2 separate regions of the Mus musculus genome follow, and region 2 is linked to region 1. Evidence: chromatin contacts called from public Hi-C data. All regions are on one chromosome and are shown on one strand. The core of a region is the stretch at or near the end of the contact, and the rest is flanking DNA. Distances in the headings are between cores, read along the strand shown.

The links. A called contact is a pair of places that touch in the nucleus more often than the background predicts.
Region 2: a contact with region 1 is called in a Hi-C map of the N1E-115 cell line, with 13 times the contacts expected there. The contact joins two enhancer-like sites. A contact is called at or near these places in 1 of 39 promoter capture datasets (the SN4741 cell line) and 1 of 484 Hi-C or Micro-C datasets (the N1E-115 cell line).

The regions. Positions count from the first base shown.
Region 1 is chr1:63,950,104-63,956,250 of GRCm38.p6, forward strand. No RefSeq gene overlaps it. Among named protein-coding and RNA genes, the nearest start is that of Gm13749, 12 kb to the right of the region's middle. Within about 2 kb of position 3,593, at least 22 of the 459 cell types and tissues checked have an H3K27ac peak or open chromatin away from gene starts, as enhancers often do. A contact at or near this core is called in the N1E-115 cell line, where this site is marked.
Region 2 is chr1:64,063,217-64,069,156 of GRCm38.p6, forward strand. The region is part of intron 2 of Klf7 (Kruppel-like factor 7 (ubiquitous)); the gene reads right to left. Among named protein-coding and RNA genes, the nearest start is that of Gm13748, 13 kb to the right of the region's middle. Within about 2 kb of position 3,840, at least 27 of the 459 cell types and tissues checked have an H3K27ac peak or open chromatin away from gene starts, as enhancers often do. A contact at or near this core is called in the N1E-115 cell line, where this site is marked.

The DNA of each region.
Region 1 (6,147 bases), core at 2,343-4,842:
ACATCTTATAGTACTCTTCTACCAAGTGGGTCCCAACGGACCAAACTCATGTCATCAGCCGTGGTAGCAAGCACCTCCATCTGCTGACCCATCATCTGGCCTTGTAAAGTATTTTCAGTGACGTTGATGTTTCAAAGCAGAGCTATTGAGGCACTCTGGACCACCTCTTCAGTTCCAGAATAAGAGTGTAGTTAATATTAGTCATTGAGACTATGATTTTTATTCCCTCCATTCCAGCTTTTGTAGGGAACATGCAACCCAGGAAGAGAATTCTCAGGTATTTCAGAATAACATGAAAAACCTCTCTGGACACTGAGACACTTACATTTCTCCCCTATGGTGACATACTTTGTTGCCTCTGATAGGACTTTTCAGTGACCGGGTATTACCAATATTCTCTCCTTTAACTCCTAGTCTCCTGGCACTCTGTTATTCTGGAATCCAAATGGTATCACTAAAAAGGATTTTACCTTTCAGGAAAGACAGAGAATGGAAGGCTGGGTCCTGTAAGGGAAAATGACCAAGTGCAGATGAAAGTGTCTGTACACATATCACAGTGGTCCCCTCCACATCCCTGCCTGCTCAGTCTCCACACACGTATATTAAGATTAATTCGTCACCAATGTCATGAGAAAGATAACATGTCTCTCTCCTGTAAGAACCTCTATTGGCCTCTTCCCTGTTTTTGCCTCTACTGGAATTTTCCCATGTATATCTCTGGTTTTCTGCAAGCTAGTTCTACATTCCTCTCAGAAAGCTGGGGTCTCTGTATCACATGGGCACATCTAGCATAAAGCAAGAGTGGGTTATCAATGGCTTTTTAAATGTTATTTCAGATAAAGAGGGGAAAAAAGAGGGAGTAAGTAAGATCGTTGTTTGAAGTTATCCAAATAAATCACAGCCAAAGAGAAGATGAAAGTTAGAAGTCATAATCCGACCAGAAGGCATTAGATGGCCTGGGGTTACTCATCTCTTTTTCAGAATGATACCTTCAAATCTTCACCAGCTTCTTGCTGGAAGATGACCTTCAGAGGTTGGCCTTGACACAGGTCACCATCCAGTGAAATTATGGTTGGCAGACACCAGTAATCTTGCTCTGAGTTGAGGTCCAAAATGCTGTGCCAATCACTAACTAAACTGTCTTTTAGTTTCCTAAAATAGAAAATAGATTATCCATCCCCAGGCAGGCAAAGGTTTCTGGTGTGTTCAGCTACACACTGTCTCTCCATTTGCCTTCGTTATTTCTCTGCAAATCCATTTATCCTCATAGGTCACTTTGAAATGTCATCCCATTCCCTTCTGTGTACCTTCCTCTGCTTTCTGAGGGGCACCGCCTCCCTACTGCTCCTCTTGAGCATGGTATCGAGGTGTCTTCATTCTTTCAGGAGATCACTGTCTCCGTCATCTAAAGTCAAACACATTATGGCAAGACCCTTCTCCCCAGTTAGGACTCCAAAGTGGCTTTGAATCTTAAATCATTTGGTGTGTATCAATATCAACATCTTGGAAGATAAAATGCTGTGTGTGTGTGTGTGTGTGTGTGTGTGTGTGTGAGAGAGAGAGAGAGAGAGAGAGAGAGAGTAAAAATACCATGTGAATTTGAGACTAACATGTCCTTCATTTTCTAGTAAAGAGACAAAAATAAGTTAGTCTCAAGGACACTGTGTAGTGGCTGAGGAGGAAGGGAAGCCGAAGGGGGACTACTGTTTCTTCAGAAGCTCAAACCAGGAAATATCTGCATGACCCCGTGGACTTTTTCAACAGATTATCTGGGGAAGACAAAAGGCTTCCTTCCAGGAATTGATGATAAAGGCTCAAAGAACCAAAAGCGAGAAAAGACATATGTTAGGAAGCTGGGTCGGCGAGGAACGGGTTCAATCCTGGAACAAATCCCCAGTGCCTGCACTTGACTGCTATTTTAATGTAGACCTTGCAATTCATCTCATACGTTTTTATCATTCCTAGAGTTTCCTGGGAGAGCTGTGAGCTATCTCCACTACACTGTCAGAATAAGCTGCCTCTGGTCCTCCTGCCATGAGGGAGGAAAGCTGTGCTCCCCCTCAAAAAAGCTTTCATTAGGGTTTCTCTCCAGGGATGGAGACAAAGGACACATCCAAACAGGTGCCACCGCTAGGCCCTGCTTTGCTTTGTTTGTCTGCAGCCAGGCGGAAGCCAGGTGTTATCAGAGCTTTTCAGATGTGCGCCTCTGACAAAATCCAGGGTTTCTAAAGGATGAAAATGTAACTGCTTTAATATGAGGCCAGGAAAGAGTCACAGAAACGCCCTGGCCACTCTTGGGTGCTATCAAAAGTAGAGCTCTACTCTTATTTGCAAATATCCCTTCCCCTGGCCTCTTCCACCCAAAGCCATACAACCAAGAGACCCCAGAGCTAAACCCAGGCTTGCAAAGAATGATAACGGTAAAGGGCATCTTTAATTAAATGTCATTACAGTTTGGATAAGGTTGCAGTGTGGGCTAGCATGACACACATGTCGCAGCATGTATGTGGAGATCAGATGGCAGCCTGTGGAAGCTGATTCTCCCCTACTACATGGATTCCAAGGATTAAACTTCCGGAACACCAGGCTTGGCAGCAAACACTTTTACCTGCTGAGCCATCTCGCCAGCCCGCCATTTTAAATAATAGGGGAAATGTGAATGCATTTCTCTAGAGAAAGAATAATTTTCGGGTTTTTATCTTTTTTCAAAGGATCTATAACCTTCCGTTCCACTCAAAGGGACACTAGTTGAATTTAAGCAATTTGCCTAATTAGCTGAGTTTGATTCAGTAAGTAAGAATGTTTTGGCTTTATGTAAGAAATCATTTTTTTGCTATTGCTACTTCCAAGGAACGATGTTGATAGAGAAATCTGTCACCCCACTGTTTTTCATGCTGACCAGTCTAAGAACTTCGCAAATGCACCCATTCTGTTGAGCCAATTCAAGCGTGTCACCCTCCATAATTCTTAAAGCTGTTCTTCAGAAATGACGGCTGGCCTTGTGAGTCTGTGAGTTCAAACAGAAACCTTTGATGCCTATCTATTCGCTTCTTTCTGAAAACAGATCTTTGTTTATCCCAACACTCCCACCGTAAGGTGGACTCCGTACATAATTGCTCTAAAGACCAGTGGACTCAAGGTTCTCTCCACTTTGGAGCTCTCTGCCTGTGCACACAGCTTCTGCCCTGTGTCCTCTACCCAGTCCTTCCTTGTGTAAATAAGGTTGGCGCCTCTTCCGGAGATCCCAAGGGTAGAATCCTATTGGTGCCAGGTACTCATTACTGTAAGTGGCGCCTGTTACCCGCCTCGGGAGCAGAAGGCAAACATAATGATAACAACTCCCCACACCAGTGGCCTCCCCGACCTAGTTACTTATTTTTAATTAAGATGGCAATGCAACACCTTTCCATCTCCTCGAGGGATTGCTGTGTTCCAGTTTAAAGGGGGCTGGAGAAGATGGCTCTGTACACCCAGATCTTTGCTTCTAAAGACAGGAGAGGCCATGTTTTCTGGTTGGTGGTATTCGAGGCGGCACGAAGCAGGTGTTTTCCAGGAGGTGGCAGTGCGCTCTAAGGCAGGCTGGGCCTGCCTCCCGTATCACCCAAAGAATATTGTAATTGAGACATAGCATTATAATGCATTCCAGCCCACACAGCTGTGCGTGTCACCTCGGGAAGCTTTTTACCAGTTTCAAAGTCACCGCAACCAGGGTAGGGAGATGGAAGCATGGGGGGGACACAAGGCAAAAGTGGGAGGAGGCTCGGCGGGGGCGGGGGGGGGGGGCAAATCAGGGACACTTGGCTTTGTTGTGAGTGGAGTTTCAATACTGAAGAGCCAGGGGCCACCCTGATACATATTTACGACTGTTCCAGGCTCACCTCTGAGGACCAATAAAAGGAAGCTGAAGGACTCTTGTTTTGTCTGCATCTTAATTCCAGGTTTACAAGAAATATTCCATTACCCCAATTCAGAGGCCAAGCATCCTTCCTTTATAAATGAGATGTCTCCTTGTCAGGAGGGGTGAAGAGCATGGTGAACCTGTCTCCTCCTGAGAGGCGTGTGTGTTGGGTGGGGGTGGGGGCGGGGTGATGAGAGAAGAAAGAGCTTTGCCTGACCCTGTGGTTCCCAGTGCCTGTGACATCTCAGGACCAAACCAGAGAAAGCAGACCAAGGACTGTAGGAGAGGACTTTCCCCAGCTTTAGTCTGTTGGCAGAGGTTCTGTTTTTCACAAGTACAGCGGTAAGAATGAGTGGACCTGATAGGATCAGAGTCAAGGGCACTGAGATGACCATTCAGTGTCTCCATTTAGCTTCCTGGATGTGTTCATAGTGAGGGGGGTTGACTTCCTTTTCTCAAGTCTCTTGTGTTTGTGAATTTGTTTACTTATAGCTCTTTGAAACTTGTCTGAGACCCTTGTGTGACAGAACAATGAGGTCTATTAGATGAGTTGCTTGGGAAATCTACACAGCGAATTAGTATTTGAAGAAAGCGAGCTCAGCCTTTCTTTTTTTATTATTTTTTATTTTTATTAGATGTTTTCTTCATTTACATTTCAAATGCTATCCCCAAAGTCTCCTATACCCTCCCCCCACCCTGCTCCCCAACCCACCCACTCCTGCTTCCTGGCCCTGGCATTCCCCTATACTGGGACATATGATCTTCGTAAGACCAAGGACCTCTCTTCCCAATGATGGCCAACTAGACCATCTTCTGCTACATATGCAGCTAGAGACATGAGCTCTGTGGGTACTGGTTAGTTCATATTGTTGTTCCTCCTATAGGGTTGCAGACCCCTTCAGCTCCTTGGGTACTTTCTCTAAGCTCAGCCTTTCTCTACCCGTCCTCAAACATATCCAGAGGCTGCATTGTTCTAATTGAGTTCTGTCTTCTCTCACCCTCTCCGATGGGAAACTTGTTCTGTGCTCTCTGAAGAGGTCATCTGGAAAGCTCTCCCTACCACACACCCATATCTAGTTCTAAGAATAATCCAATTTACAATGCACAAAGTATCATTTGTATGCTGTACCCATAGCGTTTGAAAGATGCCATCTTTCTATTGGCATCTGTTGTTTTATTTTACATGTGGGTCCATGTAGAGGGACAAGGTGGATGCTGGGAGCGTTCCTCAAATGCTACACCTTATTTACTGAGGCAGGGTTTCTCAGTTGAGCCCAGAGCTCACCTCTATGGCTAATTTGGCTAACTATCGGGCACCACAGAGTCCATCTCCACATTTCAAATGTGAGAACTACCAGTAGGTTGCCATACCTACCAGGAAAATGTTTTTAAAGTCAGAAAACAAAGCAGATTAACATGCAATTAAGAGAAGAAAATTGGTTTTGAGGACTAGGTGATATTCTTCTATCAAGAGGCCGATCTTTCTTAGTGGAAATCAGACTGCATTCTGGGTAAGAAGGAAGGTGCACTCAGTTTGCAAAGCACGAGAAACAACTTAGCAAATATAGAACGTGGTGGTAGAATGGGGTTCATAGCAGTTCAAAAGGCCTACCAACAATCAACTAAGGGGGAGTAGAACATTCCCAGACAGGTGAACATACCTGTCACAGAAGGCAGGTAGAACATGAAGACTCCACAGAACATTCAGAACACTTAAAAGAATAATGATCAGAAATACTACAATACAAATTATGGAAGAAAATGATTGGGCAAACCCTTGAACGTTGTGGTGTGGTAACAAGGTCCGATGAACAAGATAAACTGATAGATAATAGGTCACAAAAGAAAGCATGCATGGCATAGGCAGGCATCTTAGACAATACACAGACAGAGCAGGAGGACAACAACCCAGACCAATGCGACAGACACATTCATCCCAGTAAGACGGATGCAATGCTCACCTTCAGTGATTTTTTGTTTTATCAATCTGTTTACCCCTTATATGGTTTATAAATCCCATTGTAATTAAAATATTTTCCAAAAAATAGCTTCATATTTAAGTCCTAACTCAAGAAATCAAACATGTGCCTGATGCTCCACTATCCCAGGTAGTTCCTATTGACCATCTGGCAGGCATGTGATATCATTAGCTATATTTAAACTCATAAATATCAGCCAAGAAGATTGAGGAGGTGCCAGGATGATACAAATTATTCATGGAAAATGGTGTCCCATTGTCCAGAAAGGGC
Region 2 (5,940 bases), core at 2,590-5,089, 110 kb after region 1:
CCCAAGACACAATGCCTCAGCCTCTCCCTTCTTTGGCACATCTGCTCTGGTAAACTGGTAAAATAACCATTGCATCTATAGGTCATCAAGATAAATATTACTGATTCCCAACAGAGTTTAAAACTAAGGTCCAATAACAACTGTGATCCAAAACATGACACTTACTGTGACCCCACGAGGCCAAATCACTAATGGCAATCTCTCCAAGTGGCAACGGATAAGCTAATCTGCGTGAAAGCCACAGATGTCACGTACTCTCTACAGCCACATTCACATGTATAGGAGCAATACTGTCGGCAGTATTATATCCAAACAGCAAGAAGAGTGGCATACAATTATAATAGCATATTGTCCATTGTATCTGGGGATAGCATGTCTGACAGTCTTATTTTCTATGAATGTGAATAAAGGGAAAGGAGCCAATGCATAATTCACATCTCCTCGCAAAATGCACATATAAAGTACACGTGCAGGAGACTGCGCCCCTTAAGTCCTTTTATCTGAAATAGCACTGTTCTCCCTACAAATTCCAAATACTTCTAGGATATTCCTTGCGGTGCTATTGCAGATCTGAACATTGAATGACGGAAAATGTACCGAAGCAGCAAATCAAATGCAATGCCAAGTCTCCTCAATAAAGGTGACATCTTTAGGCTGGAAATACATCTCTTATTTCTGTACTATAAGAGTTAATCTTTTTGATAGCAGGGAAATCGGTTTCATAAATCTCTGTGGGCATGCCACGTGAGCAGACAGGTATGGAAAGACAATACCACATGGCAGTGTGGAGTCTTGTGCCCTGGTCAGCTAGGCCCACTTCCAGCAAAGTCCTGCCCTCCTATATACCAGCCTGGAAGCTCATGTAATTCAAACCTTTTTGCCTCTAAAAAAATCTGAAATTATTACAGGTCAGGAGCCTTCAGCAAAAGCAGTATGGATGGTGCTCATGAATGTTAATCTAGAAAGCTAAGCATCTAGCAAGTAAGGTGATTTTCCTTCACCTCCTCAGGGGAAGAAACAGCATATGTTCTAAGTCTCAACAGAAATAATAAAGTGTGCAGTGCATCTATCTGGTCCATATTGTTAAAGACCATTAAACAGAAGGGAAAGCCTGGGTGATGATCTTAAGTGGATAGGAAATATTCTTCAAGTTGTCTAGAGCAACTTGGAGAGCAGATGACAAGGCTGTATCAGGCAACTAGCTCTCCACCTCAGTTGTGAAGCTGTTCTGTGCATCGTGGGATATTCAGCAGACTCTTAACCTCCATCCACCAGATGCTAGTATTACCACCCTCTACCTCTACCAAGATAGCAGATGAAATGCATTCCTCAGACCTTGGCAGATGTCTCCTCAGGGCACTCCCCCCCCCCCCCCCCCGCCATGATCTCACATTTGTGAAAGCGTCTGGAACTGAGTGAAGGTTTGCTTTCACATGTAGTGGCCTGTTCAGCCATGGAGAGGCGGCCTCAGTTTCCCCTCGGACTGCTGACTCTCATGTTCTTGTTGAAGCTTCATTAGCCTCAGTGCTTAAGAGTCAGGAAACAGGTATCTGAGCAGGTCACTACCCTAGCGAGAAGGTGGCCATGTAAGACAGGAAACACACAATGTCTACCTAAAAGGCAGAGTGGGTTAGAATTCAGCTCTGCTCCCAAGCACAGGGCTGCATCTGCCCCATGCTGGGGGCACCAGTTCCAATGCCCTCAGAGGAATGCTAAGAGCTATCACTGATCCATGCCAGGAAGTACTGATCTGACTCCTCTTTCCAGATGGCCCAGCTGTCTAGCCTGATGTAATAGGTGTTAGCTTTGTGAAGCACAAGCATTGCAAGCCTGTTTTTAAGACTAAAGAGTTGACGCAGCTATATGGTCTACCTCCTTTCTTCAAACCCCAAGCATACTTGATTCAATACCTGCATTTTTACAATTGCTTTAGAAATGGAAATGCCCCAAGAAAAGAAATCTATTTCCTCAGAGAGTACAAAGGGAACTCAGAAGTGTGTACTGATGGTCACCTGTCACTGGGACTAACCACAATCACCCAAGACTTCAAAGACCCCCCCACCTTGAGCTTCCTTGATCAGAAATACAGTGAGGCCATATTATCATATCCGAGTAATGGACAAAGACAAATAGGGCCAGGCACAAAACTGCTCAGAACTCCTTTGGGACTTTTCGATTCACACACTGCTAAGTCAGCTAGGAACAATCTACAACACACATTTAAGAAGTTGTTATTCTGGTAATTTGTTACCAACAATGGCTAAACCTTCCAATTACCAACACTCTTTCCATCAGAATATAAAACTTGTCTAGGAACAAACGAGTGTTTTGACTTTTGGTGGTTCCATATGAGCAAATGGTACATTTTTTCAATATATAGTATTTAGGAGTAATTAACAACTGGAACTCTTAATACAGACAACAGAAATAACCGTGTACCTGCTCTGTGGTATCCTCCAAAGGTGAGATTTGTTTCTTGCTCGCTGAATGCAACTAATGGATAGCTGGTTTTCTGCTGGCCTATGGGACACACCACAGTCTCGACATCCACCTAGCAGAATGTGAGTCTACCTACCGATTATGAAGCCCTGTTAAGCAGAAGTGATTTCACAGAGCCTGGTCTTAACAGTGGAAAGGGTCTGCATCTCCATCAGGCTCTTCCTGTCACACGGAATTCCAAAAGGGCACAGGGACATCGCAAGGATGGAAAACCAGCAGTGGCCATAAGTGTCCAGTAAAAATGAGTCGCCTTTGATCACTATTTCTGTGTACAGTCACCGACATGCTCAGAGTTTTCTCAATAAAACTGCTCCATCCCAGGGGAATGAGCTGTCTCTTCAAGGGGCCCCAATTTACACAGACTTTCTCAACCATTTAAAGTGGATATCCTTGGAGCATGACTTCACATCTCAAGACTCCTCCTCACACTTCCAGTGAGAATTTCAGTAATGATGAAATGGAAACTTCTACTTGAACAGGTGATATCAACAGCAATTATACATTTTACTTAAAAACAAACAAAAAACACCCTTTTTAAGAATCCCAGAATTACCTTCAGATTTATTTTGCTTCGTATCTGGTTACCTGCCGTAAGTGATCAAGTTGTGTAAAACATGCATTATAATTTTTTTGTGGCTGCAACACCATACTGACCTTAAGCCTAAGATATGTGCTGTGCACACCAGATGAACAAAACCTATACTGCCAAGTCAGCAGGGTCCAGAGGCCTTCCTTTATTACTTGGTAGGGAACAAAACCACCGGGAAAAATCCTATTATGTTTTGGTTCACTTTATTTTGTACTTTGTGCACCGTGAATCAACAAGCCTTACAAAAGAATCCTGTCCGTTTAAGAGAGAAAGTGGTACTACCCTGGAGACGCTCGAGCTGCTGCTTTGTTAGTGACTTGGTAATTTTAACGTTTGTGCAGATTCTCCTGGTGCCTCTATCAAATACCAGTGTGTAATGTTTTGCCAGTTTTTTTTTTCCATAAGAAGGCCCAATCTATCATTTATGTGATTGGTCTTTAAATGCCTTATTTCTTTTAAACTACACTCATAAGGCACACAGAGAAAGGAAAGACTTCAAGAGCCTAATGCGTTTTTTTCAGAGCTAAAGGGTTTAGTGGAGAAAGCAGGATAAGGAGACGCAGGTGCCAGACATTGTGTAGAATTCGCACTTATGCTCCATTAATTGCCAGCATATCTTCCTCTCTCCTTTCCTCCCCTCCCCCACTAAATCCCTCTGGAAAACAGCAGAGCAGCAGGCCCAGACTGGTACCCAGCAGCAACACCAGGAGCAGAAGTAGCCAATTACCCTCCAGAATACAAAGGGGGAGGGGGAGAAGAAATGATGCAGTTACCTAGCAACCAGAAGGAGCAGAAACAGCTGTGTAGCAGGCCCAGGCTGGTACCCAGGCAGAAACAGGATAGCCAATTAGCACACTGTATTTAATGCTGATGTGGTTTCCTAGTAACAAGCTGTACAAGTCTGTGTGTTGAATTCTCTCCCCCACCCCACGTTTTCCTCAATCATGCACAGTATTACTATTTGCCCTAATTACTGTTTCTCCTCTGCTTCAAGCAACCATTATTTTGTCCCCAGAGAAATTGGAAGAACTCAGGAAAAAAAAAAAAAAAACTTCTGTAATGACAGTATTTAGTTTCAAAATCAGTTTAGCTATAAGCCTTGAAACGCTAAACAACAACAACAAAGAATGAAGAAAAAGAAAAGCCAGCAATTCTCCCTCTGCCTAAATGTCTAAGGAACCCATGAACCCTTTTCTACATGCAAGTGTCTGCATACGAGCGGGATAAAGGTGTTTATGATATGTGCTAGCATTTGCCTTTCTCTGCATCTTCAAATAGGTCAGATCCTCTCTGTACTTGAATTTATTCATATTGATTTTCTGATGCTCCCCTGAACACTAGGAACATAAAATGTCTTATTACCTGTATCATAGAAAGGAGATGTAGCTTTTGTTGCTCTTTCTAAAATACCAATACTAGTTTCAACAGGCTCATGAGCAATTGCGAATTCAATATGAGCAATCATTATTTCCTTCCTACAAGTCGAGTGGAGTGAGGGATGCTGTGTATCCCACTGTCGGGGAGCTCCTGCTTCCGTGTTATCCGTTCATAACCAAGCAATGAATCCCACTGAGGTGACATCGAGCTCCGTGAACAGACAAATACAGAAAAACTTTTAATATGACTTCTCTACAGTTATACTAAAATATATTTTGTGTTATACTCGATGTTGATATTCGGTGGAACATATACCAGAGGGAGCCTTTCCCTTATATCCTATCCGCCATCAAACATTGGACAGTTCTCCTTTTCTCAAGATGCCTGTCAGAATTCTAGGATCTTTCCCCTTTGACATGATGTAGATTTAAGAACAATGCATAGTCTTTCTTTCAGACTCCCTTGATATGGAAACGAGGGCTCCAAAGGATGGTGTTAGAAAGAAAAGCACACCTAACTAGACAATTTCCCATATGGAGGGGAGATCCACCTTCTTGGATGAAATCCTTTATGATCTTTAGTGCATCTGGTGAAATAGGTGGACTGTTTTGTCGCAGTACGCGTGGGAATTTTGAAACGTAAGTTCCTGAGGACAGAATGCACCTCTTCCCTGATTTCCATATATTTAGTGTTCATCATGGACACGTTGTGAAGGCAGAAACAACAAAAGAAACCAGAGTATCTGTTATGATGCTAAGGGACTTGTTCATAACATAAAAGAGGTTCAAATTATAAACACATTTTAATTTGTGAACACAAACAAAAGAGATCTTACCTGAGTGCAGATACAATCTTAGAGGAGAGAAAGGGGAAGACGAAGGTCAAAAGAGATGAGGGCCTTCCAAAGAGGTTTGGCCTAGGACAAGACTGTATCTAGGCTCTGTAAGGAACTTTCAATGTGTTATTTCTTAATCTCCATCTCCGTTTGCCTCATGAATCATAAGCTCCAAAGGCAATAGCATTGAGTGCTTGGGAGCAACAGCATTGTACGGAGGGAGGCTAACCCCAGCTTTGCCTCAGTGAATAACGAACACGTTAAAAGCTGCTGCTGTTTGATTATTTTAATGGTCATGTCTCCACTAACATTTAGTATGATAATTGTCATGCCAATATATTATCTGTACACAAAACTAGAGGGAAGCTACTCTTAGGAAAAGACAGAGAACCCAGAGAGAAGAATGGTGAAGAATGGAGTCAATTCGAATATATCCATCCATCATGTCTCCCAAGTGACTTAGCAACTCTTCATATTCTATAATCTCCTATAACTGAGAATTTTAAAAATTAAAAGAAGAAATTGCCTTGTTGTTCTCAGTTATATGTAAGCCACCAGTCAACCTTATTTACTGCTTCTGGATCCTAATTTACAGAAGGCTAGAAAGAGAACTGGAGGAGGGGACTAAGGGCTTTGTCTC